Regions from separate parts of the Oryctolagus cuniculus genome. Here region 2 is linked to region 1. The links are chromatin contacts, called in public Hi-C maps. All regions are on one chromosome and are shown on one strand. Each heading gives the region's core, a stretch centred on a gene start, on an enhancer-like site or on the middle of the called end of the contact. The rest is flanking DNA. Distances are from core to core; before and after follow the strand shown. Region 1 overlaps TIAM2 (TIAM Rac1 associated GEF 2). Region 2 overlaps SCAF8 (SR-related CTD associated factor 8).

Region 1 (3,179 bases), core at 376-2,875:
TCTTGTAGAATCTGATGCTTTTAAATTCCACATTTAGCCATCAAACAGAGAGACTGTCAACTGCACTTGGACTTATAAGTAAGCAGGGAGTCATCAGCCCATGATGCCACAGCAGGAGAACAGGCAGGCATTTAGCCTCGTGGGTCAGACACCGGCTGCCACTTAGGGCCGGGCACTGAACCCGGGTGCTCCAAGCTCCTGACCCCAGCTTCCTGCTACCGCAGACCCTGGGAGGTTCGAGTAACTGGGCTCCTGCCGTCGACATGGCAGGCCAGCATTGCATTCCTGACAGTCCCAGCCATTATGTGCATTTGGGAGTGAACCAGCAGACAGAAGCTTTCTCCCTAATCTATAAATTTTTTAAAAAAATTTTTCAGACTTTTACATCGCTTCATCTAAATTGGTCTGATTCACTGTACTCAGGTTTGCTGGCGTCAAGAAGAGCACTCGAGGCATTTTCTCCTCATTCTAAGCCGGTGGCATGGTCTGGGAGGACCCCCAGGCCCCAGGCCCCCCGCGCCTCACACACCTCCTTCTCCGGGCCGCTCTGCTCGGCCACGAGCTGGTCGAACACGGCGCCGTAGTCCTCGTAGATCTTCTGCATCTCATTGATGTGGCTGGCTACTTTCTCCATTGCCTTCAGCGCTTCTGCAGAACGGGAACCGCCGTCAGCTTCCAGTTTGTTTTAAATCCCACCCGACAGCCACCAAGAGCTCAGGATTCAAGCCAGGACCCGAGACTCCTTCTGCCAGCCGGCGGCGTCCCTCACCACAGCACGCTGTCATTGGTGACTGCGCCGGCGAGCAGTCGGGTCGCCTCCCCCGGAAAATTCTCTTTGAAGTGAAGCGGACGAAGGGCAGAAGCTCGCATTGACTCGGCCCTGTCTACCTGGCGTGCAGCATCTCATCCCACACTAGACCCATTCCACGGAGGAGACCGTGGAGGGGCAGATCGGGCGGCCAGCGTTCCGGAGAAGACAAGGAGCAAAGCCAGAACCCCACCCAGGAATGGGCAGCCTGGGCATCTCCCCTTGAGCCTCGGGACCCTTAGTTTACGATGCTCGAGGCTTCGGCCTCTGAGAACCACTCACTGCCCGGGCAGTTGTGTGCACTCCACCTGCTGACCCTCTACATCTCTGAGAGAGCTGACAATGGACCAGTGATTTTGTCAAAGTCCAAAAGCAAAATGTCAGGTCACTGCCAAATTCAGTATTTAAAAAAAAAAAAAATTTCTCCCAATTCAGGACTTTAGTTCAACCAAGAGGGAGGTTTGGAAGGAAGTTTTTTAAAGGAACCCTTTTACCCATCATCACAATGCAAAATGAATTCGCCACTTGTACTAGAATTCTAATCCTGGTTTGCATCATTTACTTGTAGAACATAACTTACATATTAAAAAAAAATCTTTTGTGTTGCCTATGATATCAAAATGTTGTCTTGGGGAAGGGCCAGTTTGATTTACACACTCCCCATGCAACCTTTCTTAATGAAGCCTGTGTCTCTCCCCAGGAGTTCTAGCACACACGGCGTAACTGGACCCAGTTTCAACACGTGGAGAGCAGATCGCTCAGCTCTCTCTAAAGTCTGCTTCGTTTCCTATGAAACCGCAGGGCCTTGGGCTTTGTCGGAGCATACCTGGGGCTGGGTGTTTCCCAGGTTACAAATACCAGCACATCAACTTTAAAACCCAGTGCAGGTGGGGAGGGAGGGCTTGGCGCTTGCTTTCAGAGCCGGCTATACTCAGAGATGTCCACAAGGTGGCGCCTCACCCAACATCTCGGCTCACCAGGACTAGGAGAAGCCGCCCAATTTCCAGTCCCGAAGCACCACCAGGTAGGCCTGAGAACTCAGGTGAGCTTCCGGTGCCTTCCTTTAAAACAGGAAGATGGAGTGGCTTGGGGCTCCTACGACGAGACCGCTTCTCCCCGTGCTGACTCTAAGGGTGGCCACAGCGGTCCTCCCACAAGGGCAGCTGTATCCAAGACCGACACTGGGGGAGCCCTCTCACCTGTCAGGTGGTAGTGCTCCTCGCTCTCGTGGTCCGTCAGGGACACGAGCTCCTTGAGCAGCAGCGGGTACTTGAGCACTCTCTGCACCGGCTTGATGAGGTAGGACTCCAGCGTGGACGCGTGCTGCTTGGTGGGGTTCCGGGCGTCCAGGAAAGCCTTGAAGGCCTTGTCGGTTTTAGCTGCAAGCAGTGGACAGAGGGTGCTTAGAGGAGCACTGTGGGGGGAGTTGAACTCTGCTCAGTGGATCCTGGGATGGAGTTCGAGACCGTCCAGTTCTAGACTCCTAACGTGGTCCCGCAGCACGGGTCCCGGAAGCCACAGTAGCATGGAGGGCTGTGAGCTCCCGTGTACCCCAGGAACAGTGCTGGCACAGGTGGCCAGAGGTGAGTTTCAGATTCACAAAGCCACAAAAGCAGGGTTATAAAACAAACAGCACTTCGCGTGGCCTGCTGCTCGTTCTAATATGAGCTATTTGAAAAGCAGTGTCTGTTTTCCTTTAATTTTTTAAGATGTAGAGTTAGAGGAGAGACAGAGAGGTCTTCCATTCGCTGCTTCACTCCCCAAATGGCTGCAATAACCAGGGCTGGGCCAGGTCGAAGCCAGGATCCAGGAGCTGCTTCCAGGTCTCCCACATGGGTGCAGAGCTAAAGATTCAGGCCATCTTCCACAGCTTTCCCAGGTACGTCAGCAGGGAGCTGGGTCAGAAGTGGAACAGCCGAGACTCCAAGCAGCGACCATAAGAGATGGCACCGCTGCAGGCTGTGGCTTTAACCTGCTGAGCCACAGCGCCGGCCCCTGCATTCCTGTAAAGTAAGTTGAGGCCGGCACCGCAGCTCACTAGGCTAATCCTCCACCTTGCGGCGCCAGCACACTGTGTTCTAGTCCCGGTCGGGGCACTGGATTCTGTCCTGGTTGCCCCTCTTCCTGGCCAGCTCTCTGCTGTGGCCAGGGAGTGCAGTGGAGGATGACCCAAGTGCTTGGGCCCTGCACCCCATGGGAGACCAGGAGAAGCACCTGGCTCCTGCCTTCGGATCAGCACGGTGCGCTGGCTGCAGCGCGCCAGTCGCAGCAGCCATTGGAGGGTGAACCAACGGCAAAGGAAGACCTTTCTCTCTGTCTCTCTCTCTCTCACTGTCCACTCTGCCTGTCAAAATAAAAATAAAAATAAAAA
Region 2 (3,179 bases), core at 440-2,939, 300 kb after region 1:
TCTAAGAGTCACTTAGCTATGTAAGTAGAACACTAACCTTGGAGCTCAAGGGTTCATTGTGATGATCAACACGGAACACGAGGGCCCTCCAAGAAGCCCACTTGCCTGGCAGCCGGGGTGGTGGCAAGCAGTCATGAGCAAATGCTCCTCAGAGGTGCAGGCCTCACCTAAGTTGGGAGGGAGTGATGTACTCTGCTCGCGTGTGCGTGGGAGACGCATTGCGCGTAGACGGCAGGTTGGTCTCGAGTGTTTAAGTGACACTTGAGCAGCGTGCCTGCCGAGGTAAAGACCTCAGGCTCAACCTCAGAGCAATTATAATCAGTCTCAAGATGTCCTCTGGGTAGGAGAGTGTGCTGAGACAGCGGCTGCTTCCCGAGCCAGGGAAATCACACAGAAACAGATTGTGAGCAGGGTTCCCATTGGCTGACACGGTCAGTCCCCCTGCAGCCGGCCAATCAGGATGAACAGATGTGCTTTTTTTTTTGTCCAGTTGTCCTGTCAGTTACTAATGGAGGGATGCTGAACTCTCAGCTGGACTGTGGGTTTCTCTGTGACTCCCATGAGTTCTGTCAGCATTTCTGTGTGTTTTAAGCTCTCTGACTAGGTATGTATGGTTTTATGATTGATACGCATTCTTGGAGAACTTCCCTCTGCCTCTGGTAATATTTATCATCCTGACATTATTTCCTGTCTGTGTCTCTTATATTAACACAGCCATTCCAGCTTGCTAAAGCACATTGTCTGTCTACATATTGACTTCATGTTTTTAGTTTCAATAGATCTGTATTTATATATATATTTTAAAGATTTATTTTATTTAATTGAAAGTCAGAGTTACAGAGAGAGGTACAGACAGAAAGAGAGGTCTTCCATCCACTGGTTCACTCCCCAAATGGGTGCAATGGCCGGAGCTATGCTGATCCAAACCAGGAGCTTCTTCTGGGTCTCCCATGTGGGTGCAGGGGCCCAAGGATCTGGGCCATCTTCTACTGTTTTCCCAGGCCATAGCAGAGAGCTGGATCAGAAGAGGAGCAGCCGGGACTAGAACCGGCGCCCATATGGGATGCCGGCGCTTCAGGCCAGGGTGTTAACCCACTGCGCCACAGCGCCGGCCCCTGTATTTCTATTTAAAACAGCATAGAGTTGGGTTTTTCTTTTATCTCCAGCCTAACAATCTCTGCCTCTAAACTGTTTAGTCCGTTTACATTTAATATTAATTCCTGAGGCAGCTGGAGTGAAATCTACCACTCGGATTTGTTTCCTGTTGGTTCCATTCATTTTTAAATTCCTCTGCTCCTCCTTCTGGATTCATTAAATATTACTTAGATTCCATTCTCATCTCTCTTCTCTCTCTCTCTTCAGCTGTGTTTCTTTGTATTTCTTTCCTTTTTGCAGAAGAGCTAATATGATTAAAAATCAAAACCTAAACCAAATGCCCTAATCCCTTCTGCCCCGGGGACTGAGTTGGCCATATGCTGTAAGGAGTCACTGGGGACAGTGGAGAGACTCTCTCAGCCCCTCCAAGTCGTTCCTGCCTCCCGTGTGGCCCTGATGGGACCCTAGAGAGGAAGAACTTCAGTCATAGTGACTGAAATCCCTGAGCCTGGGCTGCCATCCAGAGACCTCAGCTTTCCACACTTCTGTTTCCTCAAGGTTTTTCCATGGACTTATCCTCCACTCACGTGGACTTGCCATCCGTTCTCTGAAAATACACTTGAAACCTGTTTCAGACTGGGAGGGCCTGAACACATTCTAAGGCTTGCAAAGAGCTCCCTCTTGAGGTAAGCTTGGAAAACACACTGGGGGCTGTTCAGTAGGAGTTCATTTTGCAGCAATTCTGGCATTAGGAGCTAGTAAAATTAATTCAAAAGATACACCGGCTAAATTAAGGATAAAAATATCTTCTTATGAGAAATAAATTCTTGGGGCCGGCGCTGTGGCATAGTGGGTAAGGCCGCTGCTTGCAGTGCCAGCATCCCACATGGGTGCTGGTTAGAGTCCCAGCTGCTCCACTTCTGATCCAGCTCTCTGCTATGGCCTGGGAAAGCAGTAGAAGATGGATCCAGTCCTTGAGCCCCTGCACCTGCCTGGGAGCCCAGGAAGAAGCTCCTGGCTCCTGGCTTTGGATAGGCACAGCTCCAGCCTTTGTGGCCATCTGGGGAGTGAACCAGTGGTTGGAAGACCTTTCTCTCTCTCTCTCTCTCTCTGCCTCTCTGTAGCTCTGCCTTTCAAATAAATAAGTCTTTAAAAAGAAAGAAAGAAATTCCAACCCTTGAAAGTCAAGATAATCTCCAGCAGGAAAAAAAAAAAAAAAACAGCCACAGAGCCTCACTAAATGAATCCTTAAGATGCAATAATCAAAAGAGGAACAAAAGGCAAACTTGCTCCCGAGAGGGGGGAGTGGGTGTGGACGTGTCACCCAGTGACCAAGGGAAACACTCTGGGTGGGAGGGACCAGGGCTTGATTCTCAGTTGTGTGATCTTGGGGAAGCTTCTGAGCCATGTGCAAAATGGGGGAGGCAAGAGAACCTACTTGGGAGGACTGGGAAGAGAAGGAAGCAATAAGATGCCCAGAGAACCCTTAGCGCAGGCGTGATGCAGAGGACTTGCACACGCATGCCCGGCGCAGCTCACGGTGGGCTAAGCCGCTGCCTGCAGTGCCAGCATCCTAGATGAGCTCTGGTTTGAGTTTCCACTGCTCCACTTCCAATCCAGCAGCTCCGGCTACTGCCCCTGGGAAAGCAGCACAAGATGGCCCAAATACTTGAGCCCTGCCACCCACGTGGGAGAACTCGATAGGGCTGCATGCTCCCGGCTTTGGCCTAACCCAGCCCCAGTCATTGTACTCATTTGGGAAGGGAACAATGAATTGGATGGAAGATCTCTCTCTCTCTCTCTCTTTCTCAACTCTGCCTTTCAAATAAATAAAATAAACCTTTAAAAAATAGTACCTACATTTATAATATCTTTCGATATGGGGCAGGACATCATACAAAAATAAACCACAAAAATCCCCAGGCCAGTTTCCTGTGTCCTTGATGATCACACTCTTTCAAGTTTAGTTCAGAAAAAAAAATTTTTTTTCCTAGACTTTTTAAACCACCATTTGGGATGTCGTCTGCTAAATTTAAAGAACAATGCCAAGCTTCTTGAAGAAGGTGTGTGCAGATACGTGAATG

Evidence for each region. Hi-C and Micro-C count contacts between places; a contact is called where the count stands out from the background.
Region 2: a contact with region 1 is called in a Hi-C map of skin fibroblasts, with 4 times the contacts expected there. The contact joins two enhancer-like sites. A contact is called at or near these places in 4 of 6 Hi-C or Micro-C datasets (ear pinna, embryonic fibroblasts, skin fibroblasts and 1 more).

The regions. Positions count from the first base shown.
Region 1 is chr5:12,442,151-12,445,329 of mOryCun1.1, forward strand. It overlaps TIAM2 (TIAM Rac1 associated GEF 2), which reads right to left. Exons shown (of 28, transcript XM_070073350.1): 21 at 2,008-2,187; 22 at 530-648. Among named protein-coding and RNA genes, the nearest start is that of CLDN20, 28 kb to the left of the region's middle. Within about 2 kb of position 1,626, at least 1 of the 8 cell types and tissues checked has an H3K27ac peak or open chromatin away from gene starts, as enhancers often do.
Region 2 is chr5:12,739,287-12,742,465 of mOryCun1.1, forward strand. All of the region lies in intron 21 of SCAF8 (SR-related CTD associated factor 8), which reads right to left. Among named protein-coding and RNA genes, the nearest start is that of TIAM2, 58 kb to the left of the region's middle. Within about 2 kb of position 1,690, at least 1 of the 8 cell types and tissues checked has an H3K27ac peak or open chromatin away from gene starts, as enhancers often do.